4 separate regions of the Mus musculus genome follow, and all the other regions are linked to region 2. Evidence: chromatin contacts called from public promoter capture Hi-C data. All regions are on one chromosome and are shown on one strand. The core of a region is the stretch at or near the end of the contact, and the rest is flanking DNA. Distances in the headings are between cores, read along the strand shown. Region 1 overlaps Prkce (protein kinase C, epsilon). Region 2 has its middle 6.3 kb from the start of Tmem247. Region 3 overlaps Prkce (protein kinase C, epsilon). Region 4 overlaps Prkce (protein kinase C, epsilon).

Region 1 (2,813 bases), core at 214-2,713, 670 kb after region 2:
TTCCGTAGAAGCCTTGTAAGTCACATTAGCATATTAAAGGTCCTACTTAGTAAGTTTCAAAATAAAGAAATTGGTTTGACTTTAAACTTAATGTTTGTAAACTCACTGGAGCCACCACAAATGGTCCCTGGGACTTAACGTTTCTCAGAACTCTATGAAATCACTGAACTTATCTTCCTAAGTCTGATTCTGGCATTAGAATTAGGCTTTCTGTACAGCCTGCTTCCGAGGATTAGTGAACGGATTCTACAATTCAGATGTCCTAATTTGAACTGATATGCTAACTTCATAAAATGACAGGCAAGCATGTGGTGGCCATTACCTCGTCCCTCTCAAATGACTGGAGCCTCTCTCATATGCTAACCAACTGGACAGAGAAGTTTCATCAGGGCTAGAATTGATTACTCAGTAATCTATAGATGCTACTGTTCCAGCTAGGGGAGAGATCTCCTGACATCTCCTGGGTAGAGAACCATGGATGCTACTCAACATGCGTCTGAGCACGGCACAGCCCTACAACAGTCAACCTGCCCAAATATCAGCTTTGCCGAGTCTGTCTGTAAACTTGGAAAACACATCACGTCAGTCTACAAGCTTGACAGTCAATCTTTGAAGACAGACTAAGACAATGAATGTTGCCTTCAGGTGATTCTGAAAAAAACAGTCATTGGTTTCCTCGGCTAGGGTAGAGGAGGTACACCTCTATCTCTGCCTTTCTTGAAATCCAAGGTAGGTCCCTGGGTCTGGGGCGTAAATGCATCCTCGGAGAATGGACGGGGCCTGGTATTCTGGACTGGGTCCCCTCTGTCCAGCCTCTCCCCACAGTTAGCTACTACATAATGTCATTCCTGATGTTTGGTTCTCCTTTGTTTAACTGATAGATGATGAGTTTGAGGAAGTGGCCAGGCCAGTGGGAAGTGGCAACCTCGGCTGCCTCCTTGACATGGGAGTCCCCAAGCACAGCAGAAGCTGGGGTGTGGTCACCTCACAAGCCGTCTTCCCTAACTTCGGCGTCACTGTCCCCATCTAAGATACAAGCCTCCCTCAGGATTTCCTTTTAAAGACAAGGAAGCCCGACATAAGGGATCCACGATGTACCATGGGCTTCATGGACATACGCTGAGTCTGGAAATATATTCCAAGATGAACTGAATGGCAGCTTTCCTGATGCCAACAAAACGCCCTGAAATGCCAGTGCATCTGTGCTCAGGCACATTTGCCCAGTTGTAGGCAAGCATGGGACAGAGATGAACAACTGTCCTGTGATTGGGAGGGAGAGGATAAAACATTGTTGTCTGAGAGTCACTCCCTCACTCCCAGGGCCAGCAATCCCTGCCACTCAGTGTAAGACAGACCACTTACAGACCTGCACTCTGTGGGAAGAACCCATGAGGGGCAGTATTCTCCTCCTCCTTCCCAGCAGTCACGTGACGCTGGGGTGTGCCAGCCTGTCCCGAGACAAACACAGTCTCTCTGGGCAGGTCCATTCCAGCCAGGCTGTCCCGATGGCACCCGCACTGACCTTTGAAAGGGAGAGACAGTTCTTGCCAAGGATTCTAGTATTGCTGGCTGCCTTTCAACAGAAGGTAAAAGACAAGCATGGAAAGTTGAGCAAGAATTGAAGGATTTCATAGTCACTTCAGACATTCAAAACTGCCACAGTGGCTTAAGACAGAGGTTCAGCTCAGGCCCAGTACTAGGAACACAAAATAAAAAACCCCAGACCTCTGGATACAGCTGGGAGGGAATGCCCAGGGTGCTGGGGATGAGATTCGCCGTAGGAGTGCGGAAGACAGAAACATCAGGCCTTACTGACACTGGTCCCAGCATCCTTCCACACACAGGCCTTCCTTTCCCAACTCACCTCCTCTTCGTCCCCTAACCACTCAGGTTTTTCTGACAAGATTCAACTCCAGAGAATGTACTAGACTGTTTCTATGGAAACTGTACTTGTAGAAAAACCCTAGAAGAGAAGCCAAGTTTGGGGGTGGGGTGGGGCACGCCGGAGCTTTTTCAGAAGACAATGAAGAGCCATGATACAGGAAAGGGAAACTGGAGAGATGTCACCGAAGAGGAGGAGCCAAGATCCACAGGAGAGAAAACAGCATGTCACTGAAGACTGAGTCCCCAGAGATCCCAAAAGTTAGTGAGCAATATGACTCAGGTCCGGCGGCACCTACCAGGGGTGTCAAGACATCAGAAGGGAAGGGAAAAAGAGGTGTTCTCCCAACTAGAGTCTATTTCTGGCCCAGTGACAAAACCAACCAAACGAAGATAACCCAAAGTGACAAGCCAAACACGAGGTGGTAACCTAGAGCAAATGACACCCAAGTCCACAGGAGAGCAAGGGCGCTTATGGAGCATTGTGAGGCTCTGTGTTCCAGTCCCAGGACTGCAAAAGATATAATAAAGCAATGAGGCAACAATAATAACAGTGTACATTGCTAAGGGAGTTGTCTGCTCAGCTGGCACTTGGAATTGTCACTTGTTGCCAGCTCTGTGAGGCTCAGCCTCATTCTGTAGCAGAAAAAAAAAAAAAAAAATTCCTGATTGCTTAGGAGCAAAGGCCAGAGGGACCTGAGTTACAGGTGTGGGAGTCTAGAAACTGAGAGGCGAAGGATCAGTGGTTATCTGTTGACCCAAATGCCCACACCTCCAGCCACGCGTCCACTGCCATGTTCACATGGAAAAGACACTGACACTTGGGGCAGGGACTATTGCTTCAGGCACACCTTGGTGCTGTTCACACAAATTCGATTCCAAGAATGCCAGAGAGATTCCACGAGGGGCCTGACAGGCTCATGATCCACTGT
Region 2 (2,700 bases), core at 41-2,540:
TGAAGGCCATAAATTCCAGGTTTAGTAAGATTTCCCAACTCAAAAAGTGTGGTGGAGAGTGACTGAGAAAGACACTGGACATTAACCTCTGGTTTCAATGCAAATCACACACACACACACACACACACACACACACACACACGCTCACCATACCTACACACACACATGCATATATATATACACACACACACTCCCCATACATACACACACACTCCCCATATATTCACATACACATATGTACACACACACACATGAATGCACACACATATGCTCACTACACATGCACGCACCCATGTATGCACGCACACATACACACATGCACACCCAGGAGCACTAGAGTCACTGGATGGTCTAAAGCTCACTAAGGTCAAGGTCAAGTGGGTCAAGCCTAGCTGTTTTTTTGGGAATGTCAACACTGGGAAGTTGCCTAGGAGATGATGAACCCGGCATGAAGGCACCGCTGAAAACCTCAGCTGGGGACTGGCCACAAGGTTGCTGCTGAAGCTCTGGAGTGGGCGAGGTGTTTGGCATTTGCTCAGAAAGGAAGGTATGCTAGAGCTAGAAAGCTCCCATCCAGCAATGGCTCGGCTGCACCCTCTGAGGACAGCCACGCCATCGGGCAAGAGAAGCTGCGCAGGGTTACAGGTTACAGGTTACAGGTTACAGGTTACAGGTTCAGTTGTTAGCTTCAGGTTACAGGAGGAACAGTGAAAGGTAAGTTCCCTTTCAACACGGCCTGCCTCCCTGCCTGCCTTTAAGAAGACACCAAAACCCTTCCACACCTATGATCCTGTCAGAGAAATTGCAAGGATCACAGCACTGGGGGCGGGGGAGCATGTCATGACTTCTTCCTGCTCCCTGAGCACACCCCTGCCCTCTCAAAGCCCTCCTGGAGTATCTCTGGCTGTTCCTGATAAAACGGTTGTTTCTTTTCACTAGCTGCATTAGACAGTCATGCTCTTGCAAAGGCCACTAAAGGGACTGTTTAGCCAGGCACCCTGCTAGAATACTGGCTCCCTTCTGACCAGTGAATGTGACATGGTCAGCCGACCAAAGAAAGGGTCACCCCAAAGCCTGGACACCCCAGAGAGAACCAGAGGTGCCACTTCTTAACCGTGTTCTGCCTTTAGCTTCTCACCTCACTGTGGGCTTACTGTGGGTGAGCGAGCAGAAGATGGCAGAAACCCATCTTAGCAATTCACTTCTGTTTTAAAAACCCCAGGCGACAGGGACTGGTGTGTGAACTTTGCTGTTTAAAGAAACTTGCTTTTGTTTGTTTGTGTGTACACATGTGTGTGTAGAGATCAAAGGTCAATGTAGAGTGTCCTTTCTCTCTCTCTCTTTCTCTCTCTCTCTCTCCCTCCCTCCCTCTCCCCCTCTTTCTTTCTTTCCTTTTGAGACAGGGACTTTCACTGAACCTAGAGTTTACCAATTCAGTAAGTCTAGCTGGTTAGCAGACACAGAAACCCTTCTGTCCTTATTTCCCCCACCACTGTGATTATGGGCACAGGATACCTAGGTGACTTTTTACATGTGTGTGGGGCTGGTGTGAGGGTGGAGATATGAACTCAGGGCCTTATGCTTGCCTAACAACAATTTTATTGATAGTATTGTCTTCTCAGTTCTCTATCTATCTATCTATCTATCTATCTATCTATCTATCTATCTATTTATCTATCTATCTGTGTGTGCGTGTATGTATCACTATATGATTCAGGCTATTCACAAGCATGATTCCCCTGCCTCATCTTCTTTGAGTGCTGGGATTAAGGTCTGGCTTGTTTAAAGGAACTTTCCATAATTTAATAACACTGTTTTACCCCGGCATATACTTATATGACCCCAGTTACTTTTTATATACTGGGTCTGTGATAGCAGAACTCATTTATGGGGGGCCCCTGAGAAACCCGAGTGAAGGCCCCCATGTGTTTTAGCCAGGTTGGGGCTTCTGAAGGAGGGATGTTCCAAGAAAGATCCTGGGCCTGGGTCAGGCTGGCATCCTGGATCTCACCACTTGCAGGCAGAAGGGTCTGGATGCCCTCCAGCTTGAGCGCACAGTAACTCTTGGTGGCCAACTGCCCCACTTACTTGCTTAGGATTAGAGGACAGAACTGTCAAGCACAGCGGGAAAGGCTGTGCACAGTACAGCACTGCCACCCATCAGCCAGGCCAAGAGCACCCTGGGAACCACGTGGGCAATGTGGCAGAGCCTGTGGTGTTTCCCGAGGGCCTTCATTGTTGTTTCTAACTCGTCACTCGTGAGCCAGACTGCAGTTGTAAGCCCACTCTTCACTGGCCTTTGGGAATGGGCTTTCTTGGTTCTGTTGCTGACCTAGAGTCACCAAGTAATGGAGGGAGCGTCTCTCTAAAGCTTCCTCGACATCTTATCGGATGCCCTCCTTCTCTCATGTGCATCTACACAGGCTCCCGTCAAGAACACTCCATCTTTGTTCTCTAAGTTTCCCCTTCTCTGTGGCCATGTGGGCCAATTCTGCCCTCTCGTGGCCTGCCCTTGTTGAGCGGTGGCTCAGATTTTCCAGGGATTCTTGTCTTTCTGCAGAATGATCGGGCCACTCCCTGAACCCACAGACCCTCGGGGAAGGGTTTCAGCTCCAGAGAACTTCTGATGGCAATCCAAGCCTGTGGGTTTGTGGAGGTCTGTGAGGAGGAGACACAGAGGCTGCCACTGGGAGCACCTGG
Region 3 (2,700 bases), core at 59-2,558, 710 kb after region 2:
AAGTGAAACTATAGGCTTCTCACCTTGGCACGGCAAGGCACAGGGCGACTGCCCGACAAGGAGGATTCCTCCCTTTGCTGAAATACAAGGACAATGTCCAAAACTGCAGTACCGATTTTGTTTCTGGGTAGTCTGGCTCACTGCTGAGCTGCTAGTGGGTCTGGAAACTAGAGTGCCCTTTCCCAGCTCCTGGGTGAGCAGTATGACCCAGACCAACAGGGGCCACTCAGACACTGCACCTAACATGCTCAACATGTCTCTGCACACGAACATTTCGTACAACATTTTAGAAGTGGGATTACAAGCTAAGGGGTATAGGTGGCTTTCACACCAATCACTGCTGGTAGATAGCTTAGTGGTTAGAGAGGCCTAGACTCTGGGCTCCAGAGCCTGAACTTGACTTTATGCAGCAAGGGCTTCCATGTGCTAGGCCATCTTACAGCCCCTTGTTTGTTTGTTTGTTTTGTCATTGCTGCTGCCATCTTTTTTTCTTATTGTTTTTTGATGTGATGTAGCATGCAATCCCAGCTGGCCTCAAACTTCCATAGCTTCCAAAAGCCTTAATCACAAAACTCCCAATCTTCCTGCCTCTACCTCCCCTCTACGGGTATCACCAGTACCACACCCAGTGTATGAGTTCCTGGCAGTCATACAGCCTAGGGTTCATTACCCCACCACAGCCCTTCCCCAACTGAGCTATATCCCCATCCCCAAGGACAACTCTGGCTGGAAGAAGTGGGAATGCATGCAGGAGGCCCTGAGTTTGGACCCCGAGCGCCCATGTAGAGAGCTGGGCAGGGTCGTGGCACTTGTAATCCTAGAATCGGGCAGCAGAAACAAGAGGGCTCCTGGAGCTCACTAGCCAGACAGGAGAGAGCATGGTAAGTTCCAGGCTCAGCAGGAGACCCAGACTTGAAAAATAAGATGTGTGCACTAGGCAGAGATGCTGACATCTCTCTCTGGCTGCCATACCTATGCGTGCTGGAACTAGTGCTGCCAGGGGCATGTGCGCAAACACGTGTACACAATAAACAAACAAGAACGCCTTCCTTGCCTTTCTCTTAGAATGAATATGTGACAGCTGGAGTTATGGCAGCCTTCTGGAACAGTGTCAATGAACGCCATACCTTAGAGATGGTGAAATGGAAAGGTATATAGAGAGCCAAATGCCTAATGTATCCATGGGACATCATAGAAATTCCACCTACTTGCTATCAATGAGAAATGTGAGGGCTGGCAGCATGCTGGCTGGAGGGAGTGTCACAGGTGACAAGAGACCAGGAGGAGGCTGCCCACACTAGTCCCGCCTCCCCTTGGCTCCCTTCCCCGCTCTCTGAGAACCAGCAGACAATGGGCAAATGTCACCATGACTTCCTGCTCGCTTGGGTTTTCTCTTTTAGGCAGACACTCTTAACTTGTAACTGGTATATATTAAGTGGCACCTTACGTGAACACCATAGAAATAAGTCTGGGGCCCCCTCTTCTGTGTGTGCAGCGCCTTATTTTCCCAACGCAACCCCGCCCCAAAGACATGTCCACCCTGCCCCATCTCTGGCGTCTAATCGGTATCCTGGGTCACAGTGGAAACTCAGCAGGTGTCTGTCAAACGACAAACTTGGCGTGACACAAAAGAAATGGCCATGCTTTGCGGGGTGTTATCAGGAGCATGAGGGGAAAAGAAAACTATTTTTCTTGCCCTAGGAAACCTGCCAGATGTTCTGTTTGCTTTAATTAACTCCTTGGCACTCCCTCCTGGCGCGATGGCCATTATTTGAATCGGAGCAGTTGTGTCTTCTCAGCTTTCAGGAGGTATCTGCTGAGTAATGAGCTGGAAGAAAAGTCAGAGAATCCCCAGCGAGGGTACCATGTACATGGGCAAGCTTAGAGTGAGGGGTGGGCCCCCTAGGGCCTTGTGCATGCTCGCAAGTATTCTACTACCAAACCACGCTTCCTACCTATGCTCCTTATCTTTTCCTTGTTGTTTGTTTTGCGTTTGTGTGAGAGGGTCTCGTTGGGTAGCCTAAATTAGCATGGAACTCATGGTAATCCTCCGGCCTCAGTTTCCCAAGTGCTGGACTGATAAGCATGTGCCACCTCACTAGGCTATCATCCTCCCCTCCCCCCCTTTCAAATTGGGAACCACTGTATCCCATAATAAGTGATAGCACATACTTAAACAGCACAGGGTCTGCCTTGGTCGCAGGGATGGTTGTCGGTCAACGCCATAACAATAACTTCCGTTTCCAACATGAGACGGATCCTATTTGTCTTTTACAGAGAGAGGAACCCAGCTCTTCTCTTTGACCCAATGTGAGTTACCTAAGAGTCCCTGGCAGTGTTAGGTCGCCTGGGCCTCTGCTTCTCAGCTCAGCTCAGCTCAGCAGCCTCCCCTTTGTTGGCCAACTTTCAGACCACAAACAGCAGCAGGGAAGAGACTAAAGGGAAGCCAGGAATAGCTTCTGCAAGGAGTGCCAGCACCAGCCATGCAGGCAGCCATCCTCTGGGCCTCTTCTCACCTGTGGCAGGCCACCCCCTGCTCTTCTTCATGCTTCCATGAAGGCATGCTGCCAGTCCCGCACACCCTTTTGTGATGGCAAAAGGCTTGCAGGGCATACAAGGCCTGTGTCTCCTCACGTTGGACACACAGGCCACCCTGTGTGCATTATCAAAAGTACTATCTGCATTGCATACACTAGCAAG
Region 4 (2,701 bases), core at 71-2,570, 520 kb after region 2:
CACTACATTAGGTTTGAAGTGGTCCAGGGATTTAAAGCACACAGGAGGAAGTGTGCGCTATAAGCACATATTCTGCCATTTACAGAGGGAACACAGCAGTCGAGGCTTAGGTGTTCATGGTGGCAGCAAGGGTCTGGAGTCAATATCCACAGAAGACTGAGAGATATCCTTGAAGATGGAGCCACTTACCAAAGGCAAATGCTACAAGTGGAAACCTGAATGTCTCCCAAACTGGTGTGTGTTACAAGTGTATCCCTCTGAGCCAGAAGTCCTTGGCCTCCATAAGGTTCATAAAGAAACCCTTTAATAAGTTCCTAGTGTTACAGAGACCGCCCCCCAACCATGAAGTTATTGCTATATCACACCTGTAATTTTCTCTTACGAATCATAATATAAATACCTGATATACAGGCTATTTGATGTGTGACCCTGTGGAAGTGCCGAGAATCACTGTCCTAACCTAACCCTGTAAGGTGCAGAGCCTTTAAGAAGCAGGATATAGAGGAAGAATGTTAGGTTATTGGGTCAATTCCTTGAAGAGCATTTGAGGACTGAACCAACCCATCCTCTTCCTGTTTATTATTCTCAGTCATCATGAGGTAAACAGCTGCCTCTGCTATAAACGCATACCATGATGCTCTCCTCAACCAGGCCCAAAAGCAATGTTAGCCCTAACCCTAAGCCTAACCCTAACCCTAAGCCTAACCCTAAGCCTAACCCTAACCAACCATGGACCAAATGCTCCAAGACTGTGAGCCAAATTAACCTTTCCCCTTTTTATGTTGAGTTACCTCTAGTATTTGCTACAGTCAAAGAAGTATCTAAGATAGTAGATAACTCTAGGCATGGACAGATGGGATTATATAATTCTTCCCACTATTGATACAGAAATTTCCCTATTAAAAACATACATATTAAATCCTCACTATCAAAATTAAATGGCAATCTCTCAGAGTTCTAGCACACATGTGAGGTGGATACACATTTTGGGTGATTCTGATAAGTAATTGCTCCAGGGCAGATAAGCAAGCATCGGCTTCATGTTATTAGGAAAAGCCGGGATTTAGTAATAACGCTAGCCCTCTACTTACTAAAGTGCTTATAGAGAACAAAAGGCCTCTGATAAGGGATCTGCACTGAGGGATTTGGTCTCCTGGAGCCCAACAGCAGGGAGAAAGGCTGTGGGTCTCTCCACAGGCAGCCCGGTCCATATCTGATCTCCATGGTAAGTGGAGGAAGCCAAGTGCTAGCTAGACCTGTGTGTACACAGAAAGCTACACTCTATGCCGTGACTTCAAGTTCAGCCAAAACACACAAACATGGAAAGAACCAGGAAGATTCTGAGAGCTATGCAAATGACATGCCCAACTTCCAGAAAGCTTGCTCGGTTCTATAACTCATTACTGCGAGAGCAAGCACATGAACAGTGGGGCTGAGTTCTCCCAACGTAAGGGAGTAGGCTTGTGAGCACAGAGCTCAGAGCTTTCCCCCGTAGCTGCTTCCTCTGTCTCATGCTTAAACCGCGACCCAGTAAAACACTTCAGAATCACACGCATCACAAACTCTGATATCTAAGGCGAAAATCTCAAAGCAATGGAAGATTCACTACAGAGCCAACTTCCCATCTGCAGTGTCTTCTTACTCTGTTTTGCATTATCTGACTCCCAGAGGCTGTCTACCACCTTCCTTCACCCTTGGTCTGGTTCTCACAAGACCTGATTCTGCTGACCTGAGGAGGTTCAGCAAAACTTTTCCCATCAGACTCTTATCATGCCCTGCTCGACTGCAGATGCCACACACATTCGCATCTGAAATGCTCCTTCCTTCCTTCCTTCAAGACACTCACCAGTGACCACAAGCTCCCTAGTCTACATTTGCCATGAACAATATCATCGGTGTCTGCAGGAGATCGATACAAATGAGACATGATCTACAATGAACACTTTACAATTGCTCTAATTTCCAATCATGGTCACAGGCCCCTCTAGGGAGCCCATGAGATGGCTCATAGCCCAGACAGATTCCTGGGAGACTCCTCTTGTCCACAAGGTCAGGGTCACCATGCTTTGGGTTCTCTTTAAGGGGCAGGTGCCACATGTACTTCAAGAGGCTTTCTTTCATGACTGTACCAGAGACTTCTGACAGAGGCGGTGTCAAAGGTTCCCTTACAAGTGAAGGACACCTTCTCCCCATAGAACCACCCACTTGTTCTTCTGAGGAAACACTTCCCATCGCTAGGAAACTCTTCTTCTGCATTCTTTAGGCAGTGGCGCTTTTCTGTGGTCAAGCAAGTTTGACTTTGCCAGCTAGAAGCTGACAGCAAGCACTGGCATCCGCGCAATAAGACAAAGTTTGAATGTATGATTTCGCTTCGTAACAGCCAGAGAGACCGGGGTTCTTCAGAACGTCCCTCTGGATATGATCACTCGCTCTAACACTTGCAGAGAGGTAAGCGGAAGCCAAAGAACGGACCTCTGGCCTTTGGCTGCCCATTGGTGGCACTGTCCACACAGGTCAGAAAAAGGTTCACAATCATTTGGCAATGTAGCTTGCTTCAATTCTGGCCTCCTCTGCCAACCCTGGACACAAGGGTCTGCTTGTTTCTCTTGATCTGACACACAAGGGATGGCCCTGGCTTGTCCTACACTCTACCATCTTTCTGTATGCACATTGCCCCTGAAAAGGACGGAAAACCAGATTC

What was found. Promoter capture Hi-C pulls out the DNA fragments that hold promoters and counts their contacts.
Region 1: a promoter capture Hi-C map of liver shows a contact between it and region 2, with 6 times the contacts expected there. The contact joins two enhancer-like sites. A contact is called at or near these places in 10 of 39 promoter capture datasets (the 3T3-L1 cell line, the C10 cell line, the HPC-7 cell line and 6 more), 1 of 115 datasets of contacts at active chromatin or transcription factors (bone marrow-derived macrophages) and 1 of 9 other capture datasets (adipose tissue).
Region 3: a contact with region 2 is called in a promoter capture Hi-C map of liver, with 6 times the contacts expected there. The contact joins two enhancer-like sites. A contact is called at or near these places in 3 of 39 promoter capture datasets (hippocampal neurons, liver and pre-B cells), 1 of 15 datasets of contacts at CTCF or cohesin (the NIH/3T3 cell line), 2 of 115 datasets of contacts at active chromatin or transcription factors (embryonic stem cells and pancreatic cancer cells) and 2 of 9 other capture datasets (adipose tissue and liver).
Region 4: a promoter capture Hi-C map of liver shows a contact between it and region 2, with 4 times the contacts expected there. The contact joins two enhancer-like sites. A contact is called at or near these places in 4 of 39 promoter capture datasets (embryonic stem cells, liver and stem cell-derived epiblast-like cells) and 1 of 9 other capture datasets (embryonic stem cells).

The regions. Positions count from the first base shown.
Region 1 is chr17:86,235,686-86,238,498 of GRCm38.p6, reverse strand. The region is part of intron 1 of Prkce (protein kinase C, epsilon); the gene reads right to left. Gm52296 (a long non-coding RNA gene) reads left to right here. Exons shown (of 2, transcript XR_003952295.1): 1 at 1-2,813. Among named protein-coding and RNA genes, the nearest start is that of Gm52296, 6.2 kb to the left of the region's middle. Within about 2 kb of position 1,463, at least 67 of the 459 cell types and tissues checked have an H3K27ac peak or open chromatin away from gene starts, as enhancers often do. A contact at or near this core is called in liver, where this site is marked.
Region 2 is chr17:86,909,736-86,912,435 of GRCm38.p6, reverse strand. No RefSeq gene overlaps it. Among named protein-coding and RNA genes, the nearest start is that of Tmem247, 6.3 kb to the left of the region's middle. Within about 2 kb of position 1,290, at least 20 of the 459 cell types and tissues checked have an H3K27ac peak or open chromatin away from gene starts, as enhancers often do. A contact at or near this core is called in liver, where this site is marked.
Region 3 is chr17:86,202,874-86,205,573 of GRCm38.p6, reverse strand. All of the region lies in intron 1 of Prkce (protein kinase C, epsilon), which reads right to left. Among named protein-coding and RNA genes, the nearest start is that of Prkce, 36 kb to the right of the region's middle. Within about 2 kb of position 1,308, at least 25 of the 459 cell types and tissues checked have an H3K27ac peak or open chromatin away from gene starts, as enhancers often do. A contact at or near this core is called in liver, where this site is marked.
Region 4 is chr17:86,393,195-86,395,895 of GRCm38.p6, reverse strand. All of the region lies in intron 2 of Prkce (protein kinase C, epsilon), which reads right to left. Among named protein-coding and RNA genes, the nearest start is that of Gm30284, 50 kb to the left of the region's middle. Within about 2 kb of position 1,320, at least 11 of the 459 cell types and tissues checked have an H3K27ac peak or open chromatin away from gene starts, as enhancers often do. A contact at or near this core is called in liver, where this site is marked.